5 separate regions of the Mus musculus genome follow, and all the other regions are linked to region 4. Evidence: chromatin contacts called from public promoter capture Hi-C data. All regions are on one chromosome and are shown on one strand. The core of a region is the stretch at or near the end of the contact, and the rest is flanking DNA. Distances in the headings are between cores, read along the strand shown.

Evidence for each region. Promoter capture Hi-C pulls out the DNA fragments that hold promoters and counts their contacts.
Region 1: a contact with region 4 is called in a promoter capture Hi-C map of liver, with 3 times the contacts expected there. The contact joins the promoter of Cib1 here to the promoter of Whamm in region 4. A contact is called at or near these places in 1 of 39 promoter capture datasets (liver) and 1 of 484 Hi-C or Micro-C datasets (B cells).
Region 2: a promoter capture Hi-C map of liver shows a contact between it and region 4, with 2.8 times the contacts expected there. The contact joins the promoter of Vps33b here to the promoter of Whamm in region 4.
Region 3: a contact with region 4 is called in a promoter capture Hi-C map of liver, with 4 times the contacts expected there. The contact joins the promoter of Wdr93 here to the promoter of Whamm in region 4. A contact is called at or near these places in 3 of 39 promoter capture datasets (liver and pre-B cells) and 1 of 9 other capture datasets (liver).
Region 5: a contact with region 4 is called in a promoter capture Hi-C map of pre-B cells. The contact joins the promoter of Ticrr here to the promoter of Whamm in region 4. A contact is called at or near these places in 2 of 39 promoter capture datasets (neutrophils and pre-B cells) and 2 of 9 other capture datasets (adipose tissue and liver).

What each region holds. Positions count from the first base shown.
Region 1 is chr7:80,231,449-80,234,148 of GRCm38.p6, forward strand. It overlaps Cib1 (calcium and integrin binding 1 (calmyrin)), which reads right to left and starts at 1,357. Exons shown (of 7, transcript NM_011870.5): 1 at 1,062-1,357; 2 at 896-930. The coding sequence starts at 1,112. Gdpgp1 (GDP-D-glucose phosphorylase 1) reads left to right here and starts at 1,445. Exons shown (of 2, transcript NM_178752.3): 1 at 1,445-1,757.
Region 2 is chr7:80,268,143-80,270,926 of GRCm38.p6, forward strand. Vps33b (vacuolar protein sorting 33B) reads left to right here and starts at 1,513. Exons shown (of 23, transcript NM_178070.4): 1 at 1,513-1,937. The coding sequence starts at 1,842.
Region 3 is chr7:79,741,820-79,744,598 of GRCm38.p6, forward strand. It overlaps Wdr93 (WD repeat domain 93), which reads left to right and starts at 1,330. Exons shown (of 18, transcript NM_001381990.1): 1 at 1,330-1,418. Pex11a (peroxisomal biogenesis factor 11 alpha) reads right to left here and starts at 1,312. Exons shown (of 3, transcript NM_011068.2): 1 at 1,091-1,312. The coding sequence starts at 1,146.
Region 4 is chr7:81,569,905-81,572,604 of GRCm38.p6, forward strand. It overlaps Whamm (WAS protein homolog associated with actin, golgi membranes and microtubules), which reads left to right and starts at 1,388. Exons shown (of 10, transcript NM_001004185.3): 1 at 1,388-2,005. The coding sequence starts at 1,418.
Region 5 is chr7:79,658,868-79,661,567 of GRCm38.p6, forward strand. It overlaps Ticrr (TOPBP1-interacting checkpoint and replication regulator), which reads left to right and starts at 1,329. Exons shown (of 22, transcript NM_029835.1): 1 at 1,329-2,135. The coding sequence starts at 1,473.

The sequences.
Region 1 (2,700 bases), core at 107-2,606, 1.3 Mb before region 4:
TTAATTTTACATACCCTTGCCCTTTATTTAAATATAAACCTCACATCAGCTGGACATGAAGATTGACTTAAAGATGGGGGGAGGAGCGGTCATGTCCATTCTTAGCTTTTTTTTTTTCCCAGTATGGCCACATTGGATACATTTCGTTTCTCTGCTTTTCAATATTGTCCCTTTCCTTGGCCTACTGAGGACAGGTAGCACAGCCTAGCTGGTTAGGACTGCCTGTGTGGGCCAAGTACCTGGACTCTAACATTACAGTAACAAAAACACATGTTACCTCCACTCCAGAGACTCCTCTCAGCCACCACCTCTTTCCCAGTAGAATTTCATTGTGGGGCTAGGAACCTAACTCAAGCGCTCTGGCCAGCAAATCACTTATAGTGTGCTTTATAGTCAAGTTCTCAGAACTCTCTGAACCTGATTCCTTGATCTGTAACCTCCTCCTGAAGTAATGTGTGGATCACTCAGGAGCTACTGGGCAGAGTAAGGGTTCAGTAAACGTTAACGGTTACTGAATTAAACAGGTAAAGTTGGGATTGGAGCGAGCCACGTACAAGACCTCTTGGTTTTGCCAGAGGGCAAAGTCCGCAAAGAGTCACAGCAGTTCCTTTTAGAAGCGAGCAGGAAGCTCGGCAGTGAGGAGGCTAGAGGAGCTCAAACAGTTCAACTTTTCCTGGATACACAGAAGTGTTTGCGTGGTGCAAAGGTGAGGCTCTGGAGCGGGTGGGACTTGCACTCTGAGCCTCCGACTCCAGATCCAGTGATCCTGACATCCCAGAAGCACAGCCCCACCCTCGGAGGTGAGACGTCCAATCCGTATCCCGCGAGAAAAGTACCCGCAAAGCCCTCCCCTGGCAATCCCGAGTTGGAGGACCGGGGTCAGGGCAGCACTCACAGGAGGATCTCCTGCTTGGTCAGGAACGTCAGGTCCTGAAAGGCAAATCCAGACAAGGGTCTGCAAGCCGCCCGAAAGCCACGGCCGCCCCGCCACCTGTTCCCCGAACCCCACTCCCCTGCGCGGGCTCGCACGCGAGCTCCGCGAGAACTGGCGCCCCGCGCACCTGGTACTCGGCCAGCAGCTCCTTAGACAGGCGACTGCCCGAACCTCCCATCGCCGCGGTGCGCGCACAGCTAGGCCAACTCTCCCCGGGACGCCGGCAACTTTCTCACTTCCGTCCTCGGGGCCGCGTCCCCGCCCAGTCCCCGTAGCAACCGCTGCCTGGCCTCCGCCCCCGGGCCCGCCCCTGCCTACAGTGCCCCGCCACCCTTAGCGCCGCTCAGCGGGCCGGCTCCCGGCTCCCCGCGGGCCCAGGAGAGCTGGAGGGAGGGCCCGGGGAGGAGCCGGACGCATCGGGGCGGGGCCCAGGCCTCGTGGCCCCGCCTTCTAGTGGGCGGGGCGGAACGAGCCATGCGCACGTGATGCAGACTGCGCCTGCGTCGCGGTCTTCACGCGTTTGCTGAGTTCCGGGACCCGTCTGTGCACTGAGCCTTGAGATGCATCCGCCTCACCTAAATCAAGTGCAGAAGACCCCAGCTCTGGGTGGAGGCGGGTAACCTCCATACTCGCTCCCGGGCTGGAGGAGATCCGGTGCCCCTCTGCGGATAGGGTCAGTCCTAGACTGTCTCACGGGACAAGAGCTGCAGCCTCTGCCACCGTGCCAATTCTTCCAGAAGAAGCTTAGCTTCCTCTTGAAGTGGCTCTTGAAGGTGTTTACTGGATTGTGCAGTTATCGCCCATTCGTGGAACAGTTAGCAAGGTAGGCTTCCATTTTACAAACAGGTTCAATTTCAGTGATGTGTCCGGACTCCGGTATTTAGAGGTCAGTTCTGTCCACAGGTCCCTCCTGCTGTTTTATCGTCACAGCTGGGGTGCCTCCTTTGATTCCTCCCACAAATTGCGAGCTTCCAGCTGTAGGAACCAAGATTTGCCCTTCTCTCCTCTCAAATAATAATCAGATGCAAGTATGAACATATTTACACTGTGTGAAAAAGTGAAGATTCCAAGCTTCCGGAGGAGGAAATGTGGATTTTGTGATCTGGGTGGTCAACTTGGTTGGATCTGGAGTCAAGGAGAAGGGAAACAGCTTGACACTCCTGTGAGGGATTTTCTTTTTTCTTTTTTTTTTTTTTTTTTGCTTCGTCACCTGGCACAACAGGGCCAAGTCAATTACAATTTATTTGAGAATATTTTAACTTCGTACTGGACTGGTATTCATTCCTAGAGAAGTCTGGTCCTTCATCCGGCCAGTCCAGCTAGATGTTCCATACCCTCTGGGTAGGAGACTGTAAACCTTGCTTCTCATGCTTCTTTCTCTCTGCTCCTTCTTTAGCCTCCAGGAGAGGTGCAGGCTCTACCGCAAAGCCCAGGGGCTATGGCTTGCTTTCCTGGTCCACTCAGGGTCTTACCTCATAGAAACCCCTGAGCAGAGGGATTTTCTTGATCAGTTTATTTGAAGTGCGAAAATCTACTGCGGCAGTGCGCTCAGGTGGCAACCCGTACCAAACGGAAACGGAAGATGGCTTTTGGCCTGTTTGCCTTGGCTTGCTGATAAGTCTCTATCCTGTACCTGCCACTAAGGATTTCCTTTAATGACATTAGAATCATAGTGTTCCAGCTGCCAACTCAGATTGAAGACCAACAGCTCTCTAGGAACCCAGCACCGGCTTGGGACTGCAGAGATGCATCCTTGGGGACAGCTG
Region 2 (2,784 bases), core at 263-2,762, 1.3 Mb before region 4:
ACACACAAACTATCTGCAGCTGGCAAAGTCATGCCCTTGCCAGAGCACAAGGCAAATCATGGTTGATGCGAACCATCTGAAGCAGCCTCATATCCCACACCTGGGATTAGAACGAAAACGTGTTCTTATATTTCCATTAAAAAAAAAAAACCAAAATTCCAAAATTTTTACTATACCTGGCCTCAATATATTTCCTATACCTTAAGTCTCACCTCTCACATCTTTTCCTCTTTGCTAGTTATTTTTAGAAGCTGGGTCATTTGTCCCAGGTGAGTTTCTGCTTTGAGGGAGTGGGAGTTGGGGAGGCAGGGAAGGGGTTGGCCAGAGGTTGGGGTGGAGTCCTTGCTAGCTCTCCAGCTAACCTTTTGAGTCAGGGTTTTCTGATGAACCCAGAGCCAGGTGATTAGGTTAGTCTAGCTAGACAGCTTGCCTGAGGGATCCCCAGCCTCTGACTTTGGAGTGCTGAAGTTACTGAGCTGATGTCACACCCCCTTAGCATGTTTGTGGGTGCTGGGGATCCAAACTCTAGTCTCCACCCTTTCATTCACTGAGCTGTACCCCAGCTTCCCTCAACTTTCTGTGGAGACCAGAGTAGCCGAGAACTCCTGATCCCTCTCTCTGCTTCGAAGGGTTGGGTTTACAGACACCCACCAAGATGACAGACTGCCTTTGTTTTCTTTCTTTTTTAAACAACAAAGTATTATACCTCACCCTTTCTCCCATTATTTCATTTATTGATTTCCCCAGTCAGCTCCTATCTGCAATAGACAGCATGGCCTACATATTGTGACCTTGTTTCATAAACAAATTCTATGTAAACAACACTATATAGATGTGTTTCTGTGTTTTTGCTTGTTTTTGATTTTTGTTTTGGTTTTTCTAGACAGGGTTTCTCTGTGTGGTCCTGGTAGTCCAGGAGCGCACTCTGTAGGACAGGCTGGCCTCAAACTTAGAGATTCACCTTCCTCTGCCTCCCAATGGCTGGGATTAAAGGCGTGCACCACTACCAGCTGACTACTTCTGTATTTTGCCTCTTTAATTTGTACAGTTGTTTTGTAGCATGATTGTGCCACAAGCTTATTCATTTCTTCCATAATGGCCATTAACAAATCGAACTCCAATAGCCAAGGGTTACAGCTGGCAAGCCTTAACTTTCATAGTCTAACACATTCATTCCTCTTTACACTGCTCGCTTACCTTCTATTACCAGGAAGCTAAGGACTGAATAGTTGGAGACTAAATTAACAGCTGAGACTCCAGCAATCAGCGCTCTGTAGACTAGGTTTCTCTCTCTCTCTCTCTCTCTCTCTCTCACACACACACACACACACACACACACTGTGCTCTGCAGACTAGGTTTCAAACACACACACCGCTCACATTCACACAAAGTAAACCTGTGAAAAGATTCACTCCCGTTTTCAAATGTCCCTTCCCGGCCGCCGTCCCCTTCTAGTGCTCTAATCGCTAACTGGGAGACCCGGACTTCCGGGATGTCTAGGAAGTGGCTTTTCTCTGGGTAGGAGGCGGGGTTCCCCGGCACGCTGCCGAGTGTGCGGATGTCGTTGGGAATCCTGCTGACAGGCTGAGTGGACTCGGGCGGGACCAGTGACTATAGGTCTCCAAGGAGAGTCGCCTGAGCCTGTGGCCGTCCGTCCGGGAGGTGGTCGGTCATTCATCCGTCGAGTACGGCAGAGGAGCGAGGGCCCCTTGGGGGTCCTGGGATCCAGAGCCCAGGCAAGCGGGGTACCAGCCTGCAGTAACACCTTGGGCTGTCGCCGGCCTTTGCAGAACAGGGAGAATTCTGCTGCTCTCACACGGTGGCTCAGGTGACCGCTGCCATGGCTTTTCCCCATCGGCTGGACGCCCCTGAGCTTCCCGACTTCTCTATGCTCAAGAGGCTGGCTCGGGACCAGCTCATCTATCTGCTAGAACAGGTCAGTGCCTGCCGTGGCCGGCGCCTTTACTGCGTCAACAGTGTGGCCCTCAATGTGACTTCTTCCTTGCTGAGTCCCTTGGTTTTTTTTCTTTGAGCTTCTGAGACAGATCCAAAATGGGGCGGTCAACAGGAAAAACCAGAGTAGTAACAGTTGCTTGAGACCTGGCCAGAGAATAAATGGAAATTGCCAGCCTCTGTGCAAATGAAAAAGACACACTTGTGCCAGGCATCACTGGAGATGGAAATACAGTTGAAATACCTCTGTCACTAGTTACATTCCAGGAGATGCCCTATGAAATAATGACCCCTAAAGGGTGCTGGATGGTAAGTGAATTCTAGACTTCCGGAAAAGTTTAGAATAAACAACAGCTGGGGCGATCTAAGAGTTTCCTGAGATCTAGAGTTTGAAGAATAGACATGCTTTCTCTGGAGCAGGAACATCGTGCACATTCAGGCAGTTGGGCTGCTAGATGGGAAGCCTAGCAGGGAAGGACCGGTGCATGAGCAGAGGAAAGAGCTAACAGAAGTTACACTGTAGGTTGGAAATAAAGTTCAGTGGTTAGACAATTGCCCAGGCAGGGTTCTCGGTTTCATCCATTGTTCCCCATGGGAAAGAAAGGGTGGTCGTACACACCTTTAATCCCAGTGCATTCATTCCTTCACAGGCAGAGGCAGGCAGATCTCTGAGTTTGAGGCCAGCCTGATCTACAGAGTGAGTTCCAGGACAGCCAGGGCTACATAGAAAAACCCTGTCTTGAAAAACAAACAAACAACAAAAATCAAACCCAAACAAACAAATTACACAGCAGGCTGAAGACCCACACCCATTTGTAGTGTGAAGCAAT
Region 3 (2,779 bases), core at 80-2,579, 1.8 Mb before region 4:
CTAGTTGGTTTGTTTGTTCATGGTTATATAGTTCCTTAGAAAGATTGGGAAATAAAATTTTGCTGAATACATATATCCTAAATTAAAGACAGTGTAGGGTACATTCTGGGACCACTGAAATGATATATGTGTTGACCTCTAATGAACCATGGCTAATCCTCAGCCATTCTGAGACTCTATCAAGTTAAACAGAAAGGCAGCATGGCCTAAGTGAAGAGGTGGGCTGGTGCTGGAGTCAACTATGTGGACCTGCATCTTTTGGCTCGGCCACATTAGTTTTTCCTAGCCTCCTGGTTCAGTTTCCCTATATGTGAAATTAGAATATTAAAGTATCTCAGGGCTGCAATGGAGGCTCTGTACAGTCAAGTCTCACCATTAGGACTTTTCTTACTTGTATGCTTAGTTAATTTTAGAGGTTGACCACTTAAACATCTGGAAAAGAAGTGTTGTTAAATTAAACTCCTATGTTTCACACATACCCCTTTTCCTTTTCTTTTAAATGATCACCGAGGGGCATTCAAATTTCTCTTTTAAAAAAAAATGAAGTAGGATTAGTTTTAAACACGCATTGGTGATTTCGAAAGTACACTATGTACTTGGGAGGTATTGTTCAAACACTTTGTCCGCTGTACAGTTTACAGTTTACAAAGCAGCTTTTTAACAGCTTGATATCTCCAAGGCGCAGACTGGACCAAAATGAAGATAAAGAAGATAAATCTGTCTTTCCGTGAGTTACGACTTCACGAGCGCTCCAAACTACAGGTGTTCTGTTTCCTTAGCTACAAAAGAAGCTCCAAGTTTCTCTGGAAAAGAAATCTCTAGGAAAGATGTCGAGCGGCTGGGAACTTTCCCTCTCCTGGGGAAAGTTAGGAGATCGCACTCATGGGCCGCTGTCACCTCCCGAGACACCGAGGTGGCTGACACGCACAGTCCCTCCGGGTTCACAGGGAGGAGGGGCTCGGCTCGCAACTCCTCAGTGGGAGCTGGCCGCGGCCTCGTGCCTCGATTTACCGGGCTGTGACCTCTTTCTCCGAGAAGAAACCCTGGGTCCTGAAGGGACGGGGGCGGAGGCCGACAGCACCTGACTCACCTGAAAAGTCGGTCCCGGCCCTGGCTTTGGTTGGCGACTCGGATGAAGGCGTCCATGGCTCCCACCCACAGCCACGCGTTGCGCCCGCTCCCTCGTGGGTCCCCTGGGACGTCGCCGGTCCCGGGGGACAGCGGGAACAGATTAGTTGCCAGGTGGGTGGGACTTCGTCTCTCCGCCCACACGGGGGTGGGCACACCTTCGGAAACGCGGCTTTTGGAGTTCCGGTTAGTACCGGAAGTGGTAGTTACTAAGGCGACGCCAAGCCACAAGACTTGTGAGTAGAGCTGAGTTTCACAAGGTCGTGGCCTTCTCCCGTCTTGGTTTCCAGGTAGAGGCACTGAGTGGGTCATTCCCCTGCCTCAGGCGTCCAGGTGTCCCCAGGTACCCATGAACCCCATCAGGAATGCTAAATGGTCTTCTCAGGCTGCAGGCCGCATCCTTTCCCAGTGTCAGGCCTTATGATGCAGGCAACAGAGCTAAGTCAGTTCCTGGGGTGTGTTTCTAGCAGAAGAGTGGGAGTAAAGTGGGAGAATTTTCTATTAGGATTATTGAAAAACCAAATGATTCCTGAGGAAATCCTACAAGCTCCACACCAGCAAAGCACAGGCAAGGGAGATCAGTGACATTGCACCGCTGATCGTTGGTTCTGTGGCGTTTGAAGATGGAGCCCCACTTAGTAATTTTCTTCTTTTCACCGCTTCTCCCTCCTTCCTCGCCTCATTACCTCTCCCCTGTCTTTCTGTTTACCCTACCCCTTTATGATATTATTCCAGCAATGACTCTGATGGCTTGGGTGGGAATATCCTGCTGAAACACAGCCTCAGTCTCGTCACCCAACCTTCTTAGGGGATGCCCCAGAGGTGCTTTTCTAAGGATGGGGTAACATGTGAGTTCCTAGGCTTCTCTGAAAGCTTGTGGGCCAGGACCCCTCAGTGACGCCTCTCTAGCCAGCTGAGCTACGCTCACTGATCCCTGCAGGGACCTGGGCCACATTAACTGTACAATAATGCACAATACATGGTCCTCCCTCAGCTGGCAGGCTTTCCTAATGCTCTAACTTGTTACTGCGGACAGCAAGGCTCCCTATTGTGGGCTAGTAAAAAAAAAAAAAAAAAAAAAAAAAAAAAAAAAGAAATAGTTGCAGATTGAAACTGGAGGGCGATTTTACTGCCAGCTTGAAAGAAAAAAAAAAAGACAACAGGGCAAACTGTGAATCTCAGTAGCTTCCAAGAATAGAGAGATGAAGAAGAGGAGGAAAAGAGAAAGCCGTGCTTTTTACAATGGAGGTTCCCAAGCAGCAGCTTGGTGAAAGGGTGGGAGCAGCGTGCGGACAGCATGTGAGAAAACCCAGAGTCTCTGGTGGAAGCTCTGCAAGCTGCTCCTTGAAAGGAAATTTATAAGCTTGCTCGGTGTGTCTGTGAAATCGGGTCGCCTACTTTTCTCTATTCCCTGCTTCGGGCCTGCCCCTAACACTTGCAGGCCCGAAGTAAAGTACACACCAGACCTATAGACTCTATGTTTAACTATTTGAAAATTGTATAACAAGTAACAAACTGTGAAATATGTTCTAGTTCCTTGATTGACACACATTCTCACAGTAACAGAAAGCCAGGCTGACTTTTAGAATTCTAAGGCTCCTTGAAACACCCACAAACACAGCTGGACTATGTAGTAGTACAGAGAAAAATG
Region 4 (2,700 bases), core at 138-2,637:
ACAGGATGCTTACACAATGGAGAGATTGATTTTGAAGAATTAGCTCATAAGATTATGGAGGCTTCTGTGGTTAGCAAACTGAAGGCCTAGGATGGTGAAGGCCAACAGATCAAATACAAGGAGGACAAAGATTTCAGTTTTAATCTGAAGGAAGGACAAAGCTTGGCATCTGAGCCGAAAGGCTCCAATGGAGCCAGAATGGACAAAGATCCTCTCCTAGGAATAAAGTGCATTTAAAAAGGAGATATGCATATGCAGGCATTCTTTACCAAGGTGTGGTTTAGCTGCCCCTCATCTCAAGGTCCTTCCCAACAGGTCTTGTCATCTCCAGGAATAGTTACTTGCTCTGGAGGGCACAGCTTTTTAGCATAGATAATCACTTCTTCTGAGGACAGGTGTGACCTCTTCTTCAAGGTTCACCTTGCCTTAGATCATAAAGGTTTTTATGGCTGTCTGTTGTTCTCGGAATCTAAGGTGGCTGCAGGTTTAGAACTGGCATCTTTAGGGCTCATGTGAGGAAATGCAGCAGCACTTTCTATTGGCTTGTTATAATACCCCGGCGGCATGCTTTCAGTAGTGAGGCCATCCTGCTTAGCCTTGGTGCACATATATTGTAGACAAATTCCCTCTCTAGGTCTCAAATCCTTGCTGTCAGGATGATGCTTGGCATAGACTGGCTTGGAAAGCAGAAATATTTAGGCACTCCCCCTCTCCCCCATCTCAATATACCAACAACACAGCAGATACTCAGTAAGTTTACTATATTGACAAAAATAAATGTGTCTGCGATCTAGTTTTTGACACCCCAGAGCCCTCAGTAAGTAAATATTGAGTTCAAATAGAAGTTTGATCTTGCCAGTATGTTTGTTTCAGGAGCCACATACTTAATAGGATCCTGTTGAGGGAAATTCTCATTGTAATGTTGAGAACTAAGATAGGGGCTTGAGAGATGGCTCAGCAGCTAAGAATTACTATTTTTAGAGAGTGCATTAAGCTGTTAACAGCCCCATAGAGTATTCAGTTCTAGGGGACATGACGCCCTCTTCTGGCATCTGTACTAAGGTGTGATGTCGTCCTGCCCATGTATACATGGGCTTAAAAATAAAATCTTTGCCGAACATAGCGGCTGTATGCCTTTAATGTCAGCACTCAGGAGACAGAAGCAGGGTGGTCTCTTACGAGTTCAAGGCTAGCCTGGTTCACTTAGAGAGTTCAAGGTTCGCCGGTGTTGTAAAAGGGAGACTTTGTCCCGCCTCCCCGAAAAGACTTTCCATTGGCTTTCACTTAACCAACTCCAGACAGCCTCCCTCACACAGCCTATCAGAATGAGGGGGCGGGAGCTTCTGCGCCTCTGACTGACAGTAGCGGCTCCCGGAAAATGTCGTGGCCTGTCGCAGTCTAAGGGTGTGCGGCTGCCATGGACAGCGAGCAGCCCGACAGCCTGGATGGCTGGGTTCCGCTGCGTGAGGACCTCTTCCCGGAGCCCGAGCGCCATCAGCTGCGTTTCCTGGTGGCCTGGAACGCCGCGAAGGGCCAGTTCGCCGTCACCTGTCACGACCGCACGGCGCAGCGGCGGCGGCGCGAGCGGCGGGAGGCCGGCGACGGGGGATGTAGCTGGGCCGGGGTGCTGTCGCCCGCCGGGTTCCGCGGCGCGCACCGGCAGCTGGCGGCGCTGTGGCCGGCCCTGGAGCCCTGCTTCCCGCCGCTGCCGCCCGAGCTGGACGCGGCGAGCGGCGCGGGCTGGGGCCTGGGACGCGGGCTGTGGGCCCTCCTGTGGCCGCTCCTGTGGCCGGCGCCTGCGGACCCTGGCGACTCGGCGCTGCAGGAGCTGTGCCGGCAGCTGGAGCACTACCTGGGCCTGGCGGCCGAAGGATGCGGCGGCGCCACCGTGCGCGACGTGCTCTTCCCGGCCCCGGGTGACTCGGCAGACTGCGAGGGCCTGAGCGAGTTCCGCGAGAGGACGCTGCGCGCTCGCCTGGGCCAAACGGCCACCCGGCTGCACCAGGTATGAGGCCCCGGGCCGAGGGCGGGTCCGCGGGACACTCGTGATGCGCACCGGGCGTCGCTGGTGCACCTGCGCCTCTGTTGAGAGAGAGTGGGGACCTTGAAGTTGAAACACGGTGGTGGTGGTGTTTTGTGTTTTTTTGTTTTTGTTTTCTGCTAGGATTATCAGAGTTCGGCTCCGCGCCGCCTGGCTCTCTTGGTTTGTTGTTGTTGTTGTTGTTTTGGTTGTTTGTTTTTGTTTTTGAAACAGGGTCTCAATCTGTGGTCCAGGCTGGCTTTGAACTCAGGACATTCCTCTGCCTCAGCCTCTCCAGTCCTGGGGTTAGGTAAAAGTTTACTTGCAGTTCTGAGCCAGGCTCTGCGCTTCACCTTTTCCCTGTTCTGGGCAGAGCAGGATGTTGTAATGGGAAAGGCCAGAAATATGAAAGTAAAACTGAAAACAAGGCATGTCCGTCGGAATAAAAACATAAGCTAAGTGGAAGCAATTTGGGGTTCTCCGGAGAAGATGAGGGATGGCTAAAACTGTCTGAGGATGAATGACATTTAAAAGATAGTTTTATTATTTTTTCTTCAAGCAATAAGGATTTTTATTATTATCTTCAAGCAGATGGAAAGCCCTCGGGGAGTGAGGCTTTACTCATCTGCCTTTAATGGCAACAACAAGAAGGCTCTTTTGGACCAGATAATTTGAGACAC
Region 5 (2,700 bases), core at 79-2,578, 1.9 Mb before region 4:
CACTGGCCAGAGATGAGACCAAGAGGGAGCATACTTGCTAACAACATGCCAGGCTGGGAGTTCCATCCCTAGCAACACCTCCCTGCCCCCATATACAATAAAGTTAAAAAGAAAGCGGGAGGGGGGAGGAGGAAGACACGAATGAGTGTTGGAGATGTTGGTTCAGTGCTTGACTGTCCAGCATTCAGGAAGTCTTGGGTTTGATCCCCAATACCCCATAAACTGCGTTTGGTGCAGGGGCATGTCTACAGTCCCAGAACTAGGAAGGTGGAGGCAGGATGATCAGAGAAGTACAAGGTACAGTTTGAGGCCAATTTGGAATATAAAAGAAAGTCACAAAAACAAACACACAACAAAAACAAGTAAAACAAAACCAAGACTTCAGAAAACACTAATCTACTGAATGGATGAGCTGTAAGAAGGCGGGTGCTGGAAATCGGACGTTCTAGTGTTTTTTTCTGCACCCATTGGACTGGCTTGCGTACTCTCTGGTGTGTTCACTCCTTAGTTTGTAAAACAGCCTCCCCAGGTGCTCTGCAGACGTCTGATTAGGTATCTTTATATTACATTTTCCTACCTAGGACCCGTATTGCTCTTCTGTCACTTCTCTTTCTTCCCGAAAACACTTCCCTGCCTTCCAGACCTTTACAATAGAGTATCCGAGGTCCTTCCACTATGCTCCAGCCTTGCTAAGTAGCCCCTGCTGGCTTGGAACCTGCGATCCTCCTACCTCCGTCCCTCGAGTTTGAGGATTATGAAATGTTCCTTTCGTCTTTTACAGAAAAAAAAAATTAAGCCCTCCGTCATAGGCTAAAAGACTTAAGAGTAGTCTAAAGTGAACTTGACTCAAGCATCCTAAACCCCTCACTGTGCACATCCCAGGCTTCAGGGTTCTAGTAAACACGCCCCGCCTTCCGCAGGCGACACACACACTCACGTACGCGCGCGCGTGTACAGACACACACACACACACACACACACACACACACACACACACACACACTCACTCACACTCACACTCACACACTCACACTCACACACTCACACTCACACTCACACTCACATCTGCGCACAGTAGCCCAAACGAAGGCTTCCGCGCCCACCGCCACGCCCCCGAAGTACCGCCTCTTTAAATTTTAAAACGAAGGCTCAGGCCAATGAGAACTACATTTCTCCCGGAACTCAGCGCCCCGCCCACCGCCACACCCTCCACCAATCAAGCGGAGGTCTTCCACACGCCTTCCAGTTAGGGTTAAAGAGGGAAGTGCTTACGTAACTTACGTTCAGCCTGCAGCCAATAGGAGCCGAGTTTGGGTACCAGCTCCTCCAATAGCTGCAGCTGTCGGAGAGCGCGGGAGCCTTCGGAGCAGGGCCTCAGAGAAGCGGGCAATGGCGCTGGTTCTCTGAAGAGAGTGCTTTACCTCAGGAAGGGCCACGCGCGGCCGGGCAGAGGGAGTCCCGTGGCGGCCGAGATGGCCTGCTGTCACAAAGTGATGCTGCTGGTGGACACAGCGGGCGTCTCTGCTCCTCATAGCCCGGCCCGACGCGCCGCCCTCCGGCTCCTCACTTACCTGAGCTGCCGCTTCGGCCTTGCCAGGGTCCACTGGACCTTCAAGTTCTTCGACTCTCAGGGGGCACGGAGCCGGCCCTCCCGCGTGTCCGACTTCCGCGAGCTGGGGAGCCGCTCCTGGGAGGACTTCGAGGAGGAGCTGGAGGCCAGGCTGGGGGATCGCCCTCCCGGAGCTCACCTGCCGGGCCCGACGCCCAGAGCCACCCACACGCACGGTGCCCTGATGGAGACGCTGCTCGACTACCAGTGGGACCGGCCGGAGATCACGTCGCCCACCAAGCCGATCCTGCGGAGTAGCGGCAGGAGGCTGCTGGACGCCGACGGCGAGGCCAGGGAGGCCCAGGCCGCGCTCGGGGGCTTTGGGAACGCCGTCTTCCTCCTGGCGCCCTGTCCTCACTCGCAGAGGGAGCTGCTTCAGTTCGTGTCCGGGTGCGAGGCACAGGCTCAACGCGTGCCGCTCACCCCCAAGCAGGTGATGGAGAAGGTGTTGCCCAAGAGAGTCCAAGAGGTTATGATCGCCCGAAATATCACCTTGTACTGGGTGGACACCACCGAGCGATCTAAGGTAAGGTGAGAAGCAGTCTGGATCCGGTCCGCAACTCCCCGACAGCTGAACTTGTCAGGCTCCGTAAAGTGCCACAGACCCAGAATGAACCCCGTGTGCCTTCCGAGGGAAACCCTTGCGGGTCGCAAAGGACAGCGTTCCTCCAACAAAATGGGTAGATTCTGGGTACCTATTAAATCCGAGTGTGGAAGAGCCTCTGCGCTTTGGTACCTGGGTGCTTTTGCGTCCTTAGTTTTGCTACACAGCACTTGTATTCCAGCATGGTGGAAGCCTGGTTCAGCCAGGCTACAGGACTTGGCCGCTTGTTTTGTCTAGTGCTGCTGTGTCTTCCTGGACCTCTAATCCTCTCCCTCTGAGGCAGTAGAAACCTCTCTTAACCTTTGTTGTTGGCCCGGCCTGATGACGCCCCAGCCCTCAGGAGGCAGAGAGGCAGGTCTCTCTCTAGTTCTAGCCTCCATCCAGGTCTATGCAGAGAGGCCCCATCTCCAAAACAAAAGCAAACCCCTTTGTTGTTGTGGCCTGTGCTCTTTCTCTATTGTGTTCCAGTTGGACACACCAGACACAC